2 separate regions of the Mus musculus genome follow, and region 1 is linked to region 2. A link is a contact called in public HiChIP or PLAC-seq data. All regions are on one chromosome and are shown on one strand. Each heading gives the region's core, a stretch centred on a gene start, on an enhancer-like site or on the middle of the called end of the contact. The rest is flanking DNA. Distances are from core to core; before and after follow the strand shown. Region 1 has its middle 45 kb from the start of Thoc3. Region 2 overlaps LOC115488208 (a long non-coding RNA gene).

Region 1 (5,184 bases), core at 2,534-5,033, 100 kb after region 2:
CTCACTCTATCCCGTGCAATGAGACTAGCCTCGTGGGGTGCAAGAGCTGAATGGCCAGCGACCTATTGCTTAAGCATAGGTATATCAGGGGAAGCACCATGTTCTAGAGCTGCAAGTGCCTGGGCAATAACCACCTTGTCTCTCCTAGTTTGGGCCTTAAGCTTACAGACCAACCAAAGAAGCAACACTAATACACAGCAAAGTGTATCTCCAAATAATATCAATCCCACCCATTCTTTAAAGAAGGAAAATGCTGAGGAGATCCAATTGGGTAATCCTTTGGTCAGGGACAGGTCCAAGCGCGTGGAGTTGACCTGAATGATGGCAATTCTCAATTCCCGAAGGGTCTGTTCAAATTCAGTCGTCCAATTCTTTAACATATACTGAGAAAGACTTTTTAACAAATTAGCTGCCCTAGTAAATTTCTCATACTGAATGGAAGTAACGCATAATGAGAGGTCCCCCAAGCTCCCGACAAACCCTAAGCCAGTCTTGTAAACCTTTGTTCTTTCTTGGGGCTATGGCCGCTCTGCATTCCTGCGTTCTACCAGAGGTGCGGCTTGCTCCAAATCTGCAAAAATACGCTCTGCTGCCTCTGTCATTCTGGCCACAAAATCTGAGAATGACTCCTGAGGTCCCTGGACGATCTTTGTTAGTTGTCCAGTGGCTTCACCTGCGCGGGAGAGCGCCTTCCAGGCCCTAATAGCCTTTTCATCTGATTCAGAACTATTAAGAACTGGCTCCTTGAGCTCACCTAGTGATGAGTATAGGCTCCTTCTCCTAGAGACCTCCGCTGATTGATCTTTTTTCTTTTCTTTCCTTCTAATCTCTCCCCAGGTATTCTTACCTGACCTTAACTTTTCCTCGGGTTCAAGACCCGTGGAAAGGCCTGTATACTTATTTTGTGAACCATATTTCCTCTTTGCTCCTACTCTCTCTCCCCACTTTACTTCTGATAGATTGCCCTGAATTTCATCCAGAATCCGCCCTGCCTTAACCACTTGATAACATGTGAAAAGGAACAAAAAGGCTTCTAACACTAGAGAAAGTTCAAGGCCAAACATACCTTGTAAAGCTATTTCCCACTTTACTTCTGATAGACTGTCTTGAATTTCGTTAGAAAGTTCAAGGCCAGACTTACCTTGTAAAGCTATTTCCCACTTTACTTCTGATAGACTGTCTTGAATTTCGTTAGAAAGTTCAAGGCCAGACTTACCTTGTAAAGCTATACTTACGGGTACCCTGTTCCCCAGCTGAAGAGTTCTGAATTCACGCAGTTGAATCCTTCTCAACAGTCTGTGTTGCGGGAACACTTCATTACCACCGTTCCCCAGCTGAAGAGTTCTGAATTCACGCAGTTGAATCCTTCTCAACAGTCTGTTTTACGGGAACACTTCATTACCACCGTTCCCCAGCTGAAGAGTTCTGAATTCACGCAGTTGAATCCTTCTCAACAGTCTGTTTTACGGGAACACTTCATTACCGTGACCCGCAGTTCTGGTTCCGGAATGAGGAATCTTCCTTGCGCCGGTGATGGTTAACTCCCGTCCCGAGTTTTCTTGTCCCAGGATTTCTCGTCCCAGGTCTTCTCGTCCCGGGTTTTCAGCACCAACTCTTACACGCGTTCTCGCAACCGGCCAGGAAAGACGCAACAAACCAGAATCTTCTGCGGCAAAACTTTATTGCTTACATCTTCAGGAGCAAGAGTGCAAAACTCAAACCCAAAAAACGAAAGCGAAAACCCCGTCCCTATTTAGGAGAGTTATCCTTCGTCTAGGACGTATCACTCCCTGATTGGCTGCAGCCCATGGCCGAGTTGTTGCCACGAGAAAGGCAGAGTACATGGGGTGGAGAAATACCCTTGGCACATGCGCAGATTATTTGTTTACCACTTAGAACACAGCTGTCAGCGCCATCTTGTGACGGCGAATGTGGGGGCGGCTTCCCACATCCCCCACCTCTGAAATGTCCCATCTCTCAGTACTACTGCACTGGGGGTAGAAGGGAGTGAGTTACAGAGCACAAGCTCTGGAAGGTGCGTTCAAGTATTGTTGACACTCCTTCTGTCGATGAGGACCAATCCTTATAACCTATTGCCTCCCAAAGGCCCCGCCCCCTTCGCACCGTCACCTTGGAGACTAGACTTCAGCCCATAGCTCCGAGAGGGTGGAGATGCTGTACACCTCAGCCTGAGCAGACCCGAGGCTGGAGCATTTCCAGGTTGTTCAAGACACAACAAAGGGGACTGGAGAGGTGGCTCAGTGGTTACGAGTGATGGTTGCTCTTCCAGAGGACCCTGGTTTGATTCCCAACACCCACACGGTAGCTCACAGCTGTCTGTATCCAGCTCTTCAAGATCCAATGCCGCCTCCTGTTGTCCTGAACAGGCAATGCACACAAATGGTGTGCAGATATACACACAGGCAAAATACCCACATGTGTGAAATAAAAATACATCTTTAAAAAAAAATTTTTTTAAAGAAATAGCAGAGAGCAGGCAGCCAACGGACTGAGGGATGGGAGACAGGGAAGGGGTGTGGCTGGAAGAGCCGATGAAGCAGAGGCTTGCAGAATTTATATCATTCACTTGGGCGCATCTGGCTTATCGTTCTCTTTGCTTCTATTATTTACACTTCCTTACCCAACCATTTCCTGTCTCTGGCTAGAGAAAACCCACCTCACTGGTGTAGTATTCAAAGCCTTTTGAATGGCTTCGCTCAGGCGGACCCTAGGCAGATTTCTGCTGCCTAGGCTCTCTGGGGAGTGCTGGGAAGTGAGCAGTGTGCAAAGCCCCCCATCCTACGCATCTATTATCTCATCCAGATAAACATGAACCACCTCAGTGTGGAAAAACAAGTGTGGAGACAGCAGAGATGCCTCAGCGCTTAAGAGCGCGTTTGATTCCCAACACCCACACGGCAGCTCACAAGACTGTAACTCCAGTTTCAGGGGATCCAACCATGCCACCCAGCCTCCTTGAGCACCAAGTATGCCTACAGTGCACAAACATGCACATGGGCAAAACACTCATGCACGTAAAATAAAAATAAATTAATTAAAAATTAAAATAAATAAAAAAAACCATGGTCACCCCTCACATCCCTGGTTTCCCCCCATTCAGAAACTGTATTGAACATGTAGAGATTCAGTCACGTTTGGTTTTGTTCTCTGAACTGCTTGGTATGTCAAACTTTTACACAGCAGTTAGCCTGGGTTAGACACTGTAAGTGATCTGGAGATGATTGCAAGCATGGAGAGCCCGGGAGGACTGTAGCTCGGGAGGAGAGCCTTTGCCTTGGACTTGATCCCTAGCATCACAGAATAAAGTATGGAAGGACCCTAGCCATCATCCCTAGGTACTGGCAGGGAGTCCAGAAAACAACCCGATGTTACCATCATTATTGCCATGTGATAATATCTGGGGTCACAACAGTGCTTGATAGTAGCCCCAATCACTCTGCAGTAGAAGTGAGTTCATGAAAACCCTGGTGAGTTTGAAAGCTGAATCCCAAGAAAGATCCCAGAGACGGGACAGTGAGCCACCTTAGCAGACAGTTCGGGAGACCCGTTGCAAGAAAGAAGAAGGAAGTACAGCTCACTTTACCATATAAGCCCCATCCACACTCAGGACCTGACACTGAGGCCTTTGTAAGGCTTGCCTGCCAGGGTAGTACCTTCTGGCTTCTTGACTCTCCTACCCCAGCCTGCTCCCAGGTGGGCCTCTAAGCAGAGCCAGAGAGGGCACTTAGCAAACAGGCAGCAGCCTGCTTGGCTGCACACTAAGTAAACAGGACTCTGCCCTGCACCTGCAGCCCACAGCTGCACAGGGATAAATATTTGCCTACAGATCTGTCTTGCCTAATGAGTGTTTGAGTAGCTGCCAGGCAGGCCTGGCTCAAGAGAGCTGGCAGGAAGGGGCCAGTCCTGGGGGACCCAGTGCCTCACCGTCTAGGCCCCTCCAGCCCCCCAGTTCAAGATCCAAACCCAGGAGAACCATAACCAGATCCATGGGTCGGGTACCCCCCATGGCTTTGTAAATTCTTCAGCGGGGCTCAGGAAGCCTCATGCCAGCCCATGTACAAAGAATGACTCTGAGAAAGACAGAGTGGTGACCCCAGTGGCCTCCAGCCTTCTGTCTCCTCCTTTTCCTCCTCCTCTTCCTCCTCCTCTTCTTCCTCCTCTTCCTCCTCCTCCCTTCCTCTCTCCCTCCCTCCCCTCCTCCTCCTCCTCCTCCTCTTCCTCCTCCTCCCTCCCTCCCTCCCTCCCCTCCTCCTCCTTCTCCTCCTCCTAAAGGCAATAAGTACACACTAGGAATAAATTAATTCCATACCAGTTGGTTACAGATAACTGGCACGTCTCCTTGAGCCTTTAAATTTTTTTCACTTCATGATTATTAATACTAGTTTTCAAGTGAAATGTGTAAGATAAAAAAAATTTTAAATTAAATTGTAAAGTTTTTTATTTTAATTTTTAATGGGGGGTGGTACATGAGTGAGTACTGGCACGTGCAGAGACCAGAAGAGGGCATCAGATCCCCTGGAACTGACTTTACAGGCGGTGGAACTCGCCTACCAGAGCAGCCCTTGCTCTTAGCCAGTGAGCCATCTCTCCATCCTGGAAGAAAATTAATTAGTCAGAAATTAAAGTCCCCTGGCTCCCTAGTCCTACTTCCCAACTTCATCTTAACTTTGGGAAGATATTATTTTCGTCTCCACATTAATAGCGTCGTACACCCTCAACACCTTCCCGTCCCTATACATCCAGAGTGGCCTCATTCTTTTTAGCAACTGGAATTGATTCTTGGTCTGGATGTCTTGGGATTGATAAAAACAGTTCCCTTTCGCTGGGTGATTGTGACCAGTATTTTTGCTATTACAAATACGTTCCTACCCTTCTGCATCTACTTAACATCTTTGCAGAGTCATCAACATTTATTTATAGTGTAAGTTCTAAGCAGGAAGGCTTACATGTCTTCTCCACTTGAATGGTCACTACCAAGTTATTTTCTGAAAGGCAAGGCCACATTACTCTTCCATTTCCAGCAGCCCGTGAACGTTTCCCCACTCCCAGATAACCTTTACCGCACCCACTGGTGACAGCATCTGTTTTCCTGGTAGTCTTAGTGACATTAAATATCTGTTAGTGCGTTGTCTGTACATCCTATTTCTGAGAGCTTGTTCATCA
Region 2 (5,320 bases), core at 2,147-4,646:
TTAATGTAGGGCGTCCTAAAAGGTAGGAAGACCAGGCGAGAACAGTCTTTGCAGTCTATGAGACTGTGCTCTTAAAGGGCCAGTGCACCCTAAGGCCTCCGCTGAGGTCAGTTCTCTTCCACTGCGTCTGGAGGCAGTGAGTCTAGGGTCCCAACAGAAATTCCTAAGTGCTGTCAGCCAGTTCTCATTTGCATATCTCTGCTGAAAGGAATAAGAGCTTCCTACCCCCACCTCCAATATCCTGCTCTCTGTGTAATGAGAGGATCTGGTGTCCCCAGGGAATGAGGTTTAAGGAAAAAGACTCTGCCCCTCCCCCTGACCAATCACCACCTTGGCCTCCAGAAGTTGTTCTTATGAACTAAGTGTGGTAAGGATGGAGGTGATGGATCAAGAGAGGGGCTATGAAGCCATTTGTGCTTCACAAACACACACACACACACACACACACACACACACACACACACAGACCAACAGACAGACAGACAGACAGACAGACAGAGGGTATAAATATGTAAATTAGGGTCATTTATCCTGGAAAATAGAAATTTCTAGAAAGTGTATCACAGGACAGCAAAGAAGGCTCTACCTGAATTAAATAATGGACTCCCTGGTAAGGCAAATAGGAGCCTAAAATAATAATGGTTTTCTAAACTGGATCTAGTCGCACACACCCTTAATCCAACACTCAGGAGGCTAAGGCAGGCAGATCTCTGAATTCAAGGCTATCTTGGCCTACATAGCAAATTCAACATGGGGACATAGAAATGGATCTGTCACTGGTCCTGATGCTGGGGAACTAGCAGGATATCGATCATAACCCACGTGAGAACTGCAGAGATAAATGAAGGTATGTGATAGGGCCATGGGAGCTTGCAAGGGAGCATATGGACCCCCAGGGGAGAAGTACTCAGGAAAGGAGAGGCGAAAGCAGAGGGTGGCGAACAGCCTGGTGTGTGGAAGGCCTACCTACTGCCCCCTGCTGTTTAAGACGTGAATAGCCACAAAGCTGAAACACCCCCCCCCCCCACCCCGTCCCGTCCCGTCCCGTCCCAAGCTAAGATCAAACCATAGATGGAGTTATTTAATCCTTGTTTTTTAGATTATTTTTCAGAAAAAAATCTTGAAATATGACTATGTTAGTCAGCTTCTATCGCTGTCACAAAACACCAAAGATCAGCTCAAAAAGGAAGAAAAAGCTGCAGGGGTGGCTCAGGGATTAAGAGCATATTGCTGCTCTTGTAGAGGACCCAGGTTCAATTCCCAGCACCCACATGGAGGCTCACAACTGCCTGTTACTCCAGTTCTGGGTCGGAGGGATGTGTACAATGCCCTTTTCTGACCTCCGTGTGTACTGCACATATGTGCACACCAAACACGCATACATATAAGCTAAGACGAATTTGTTTTGTAAAATAGGAAAGATTTATTTTAAATCAAGGTTTCCGAAGTTTCGTTCCGTGGGTGATTGGCTCTGTGGCTGTTAGACTTGATGCAGGAGTAACGCCATGGCAGAGTAGACAGAGGAAGAACTGCTTGCCACCGGTCAGCCAGAAAGCAGGGACAGAGGAAATGGACAGACTCTTACAGGATATACCTCGGGAGACTTGTCCTCCAGCTCTAAACCATCAGTGACTTACTCCGCTGGTATAGACAGAGTTCTCATGAGCCTGTTCCCTCTCAAAACCCGGTCTTTAAGCCACGCCTCCTTGGGAACCACGCCTTCCACACAGGAAGCTAGTTCAACTGCTCTCCTGCATTCGCAAAGCGTTCCATGGAGTTCCACACCGGACTGTACCGATACAACCCACTCAAACCAGGAAGGGACGCTACCACAGACAGCCCCATTTCTCCACTTCACAGCCCCTACCTGCCCCACGAAAGGAACCACCGCCTCAACGGCTAACCTCCTAGGAGCACTTGATTTGGTTTCGAATTTCATATCAGTGAAGTCACGCCAAAATTGAACTCAAGCCTCTGACTTCATTCGCTCACTATTAGAGCTAAGATTCTTTCTCATTGCTAGATTATATTCCTCTGCCCTCTTTCATGAAGGGTTCAAGCCCCTGGCGGGACGAGGGCAAGATCCACATTTCGTCTCAGGTGGAGTGGCCTGGGTCTATGGCCAATTCACTCAGCATCACTTAGGCTGTTGGTACATTGCACCCACTTCCTCCGTGAATTCTTGCTCTGCCTTAAGGGTTCAGAATTGTTATCAGCATCTCACAGGTAGGGGTGATTTGCCAATACAGTTGGAGATGGGAATGGAGTCTATGTGTGGGGGCCTTGTGTCCATTTTTATGCCAATCTCAGATGAAAACAGGCAGGCCCAGGAAGAATTAGAAGAGAGAAAGAAGAACAAAGAATGATTCCAAAAACATCATCACCCCTATTTTGCTGGACAGTAATTTTACCTATTTGCTCTCCCTTCTTGGCTCCCCTCACACCGAAAATCCTGGCAGAGATGAGCAGCCCACCCTGGTGTCATGTTGGGTGCCTATCCATTTAGATCAAGTGGATCAAGTCCCGTCTAGGCTACAGTTGTACAACTGAACCTTGGCTTATCCCTTTAGCTCCCTGGGCTCCGGGTTCTTTATCTGCTTTGGTAGTCTTCCTCTGAGCTGTGGTGAGAAGGCTGGTGGGGGATGAGGGGGAGATGGACTTAACACACAAACAAGCAAACAAAAGAAGGTCCAAGCCAGGCAGTGGTGGCCCACGCCTTTAACCCCAGCACTTGGGAGGCAGAGGCAGGCGGATTTCTGAGTTCCAGGCCAGCCTGGTCTACAGAGTGAGTTCCAGGACAGCCAGGGCTACACAGAGAAACACTGTCTCAAAAAAGAAACAAACAAACAAAACGAAAGAAGTGTCCAGCAGTACCCCCTGGGGATTCTTGGCACACAGTCGCTCATGTTCCTCCACAAGTTCTAGGACCGGTGCCCCTCATCCTGCCCAATCCAGTGCTGGGGCTCCCTCATCTCTAAGTAGTGACATTAGAATGCCTTTGCCTTTACAGCCGACAGCCAGCCCCTAGCGGGTTTCCTCTCTGCCAGAGAGCAGGTGTCCCGGGGGTTGGGTTTGCATTCCTCCCTAGGGACCTCCCTGTGTCTGGTCTCCCAGCAGCTGCTGTACTTCAGCTCAGAGCAAGCAATTAGCCCTAGAAGGAAGGGCCTTTTCTCTTCTCAAGGGTTCTCGTCTCACAGCTCGGATGCCTTTATTTTTGGAGCCCTACTCGGTGAAATGCTTCATCAACTCCACCTCCAAGCACATCCAATCCCCGCCCCACCCATCCACCCGTCCTCCCATTCACTAATTTGCCTAGCCATTCTGTGAGCATCTCCAGGTGCCGGGCTAGACACTGAAAGACCCACAGAGTCCCTGCCATTGAGTCTCTCACAGTGGGAGAGACAGACAATAAACAAGCAGATGGACAGAATAAATAGGATTACTTTGGACGGTACTCAGGACCATAGAGGATAAAGACAAAAGCTGCGGTAGACAGGGATTGTCGGTCAGCCATCTGGTTCCAGAGCAGAGGGGGAGAATTTGCAGACCAGCAGCCTGTGAAGGTGGGTCCTTTCCCGAGTTAGAATCCAAACGCAGTTACTGAAAGATAGGGTCACACACACCACAGACTCTCTGGGAAAGGCCCAGGATGCAGCGGTGCCAAGAGATCAGGCTGCTCTGGGCTGGGGCCCTTTCCCACCTTTGGTGGTTGCGTCATCCTTTTACCTGTCTTGCATCTCATGCCCCCAGCGGCAGGAATAGGAACTGCAAGAACTCTTGTTACACTGACTTCTCCACACCCATCCTTTAGGATTATTCTTCCCGGTTCTACAAGATTCTAGGCAAACTGGATCTTTTCCAGATGGTACTCCCACAAAATAGGATGAAGAACTTTCCAAGAACCAAGGCCAGACGAGCCGTACAAGTCCAATGGGCTCTGAGCTACCCCCTCAGCCGCACTCTAGGTCTCTCCTCAGACCTCCACCTCCCCTGTCTATATTCCTCGCTGGCTTGGTCTCTGTCTGTGTTGATTGCTTTTCCCTACTCTGTCCTCTGTCAGACTCATATCCTGACTTTATGCCTTATCTGGAATTCATTTCCTTCAAATAAACCGTTTTTTAAAAATATACCTTCAGCCCCGCCTGGGTGCCAGACATGGGGTTAGGAGCTTGGGTCTAATCAGAGCCAAGCAAGGCGTAGACTTCCTCAGGGGCAGATGAGTCATACTAGGTGAACCAAAGGGACCAATGTGACCAGCGTGACAAAGGGGACCCAGGAGGAGGACTGGGGAGTCTCCAGGAAGGAGACTGGACTCAGGGGATGCTTGCTGGAGAAGGTCAGATCTTGAAATATGGTCAAGCAATAAAATACAGGCTGGCTGTGGAGAGTAGGGCCCCCTCTGGGACACCAGTTGCTCGGTCCTCAACTCATTTGGCTAGAATGTAGCGAACCTCAATGTTGTTACCTCCCCTCCCTGTCTATAGTTCTCTGCTTCTGACTCACTCCCTTATAAACTCGGCTCGCTTCCACCCACAGAAGTTCTTTCAAAGACCAGGGCTTCCTTCCGAGCTGTCTTTGGTTCCCTTTGACCCATCCTTTCCTCTCAAACCTAAGTCTTTGTCTGACATCCTTTCTGCTTCCTCTCAGTATTCACCATCAGGGGCTGTAAGGAATAGGATTTAAAGACCCCCCAGTCTAGATCTGCTGACTGGACTGTCTAAGCCTGTGTCTCAGCACCTATAAACAGCCTCCTGGGGCTGTTGTGAAATCAAATAAGACAAAGGATGTGGAAATGTGTCCTGCTGTTGCTGAGGATCTTTGCTGTTAATGAGAGCTCCTTTGACTGCAAATGACAGACAGAGCACAACTACAAAAGGCTTAAAGGGAAGGCAGTCTGCCATTGCTGGGAACACACGGGTCTGCCCTCCTGTCTCCATCTGGTCTCTACTTGTGCTCCTCACTCTTTGGCCAGCTGTCTAAACCCCCTTTGTACCAGCCAGGAACCTGAGTGGAAATGGGCAGCCTGCTTCCCACAGGGCCAGTGGTATTCTGGATTGAACGCCAGCAGACTAAGCCCTAACCCCATTCCCACAGCCAGGTCCTGGTCACACTCTGTCCCCCAAGGCTGGTGATAATGTGATCTTCCAACCCAGGCCAAATAAGACCAGGTAGAAGAAGAGAAGGAAGGGAAAGTCACAGGAAGTAGAGCCAAGGGACCCTGAGGAGAGAATTGGGTTCCCTCCTTCGCAATCAGGGGTCTGCTTGGGTATCATCACCTCAAACAGGCACTCAAGCAGGGCTGTTGGTAGCGCACACCTTA

Evidence for each region. HiChIP or PLAC-seq counts read pairs in DNA pulled down with a chosen protein or histone mark.
Region 1: a contact with region 2 is called in an H3K4me3 HiChIP or PLAC-seq map of the 230-238 cell line, with 18 read pairs. The contact joins two enhancer-like sites. A contact is called at or near these places in 3 of 484 Hi-C or Micro-C datasets (bone marrow-derived macrophages, dorsal root ganglion neurons and large pre-B cells) and 1 of 115 datasets of contacts at active chromatin or transcription factors (the 230-238 cell line).

What each region holds. Positions count from the first base shown.
Region 1 is chr13:54,421,643-54,426,826 of GRCm38.p6, forward strand. No RefSeq gene overlaps it. Among named protein-coding and RNA genes, the nearest start is that of Thoc3, 45 kb to the right of the region's middle. Within about 2 kb of position 3,784, at least 83 of the 459 cell types and tissues checked have an H3K27ac peak or open chromatin away from gene starts, as enhancers often do. A contact at or near this core is called in the 230-238 cell line, where this site is marked.
Region 2 is chr13:54,319,470-54,324,789 of GRCm38.p6, forward strand. All of the region lies in intron 2 of LOC115488208 (a long non-coding RNA gene), which reads right to left. It also overlaps a transcript of Cplx2 not described here. Among named protein-coding and RNA genes, the nearest start is that of Gm52068, 12 kb to the right of the region's middle. Within about 2 kb of position 3,397, at least 76 of the 459 cell types and tissues checked have an H3K27ac peak or open chromatin away from gene starts, as enhancers often do. A contact at or near this core is called in the 230-238 cell line, where this site is marked.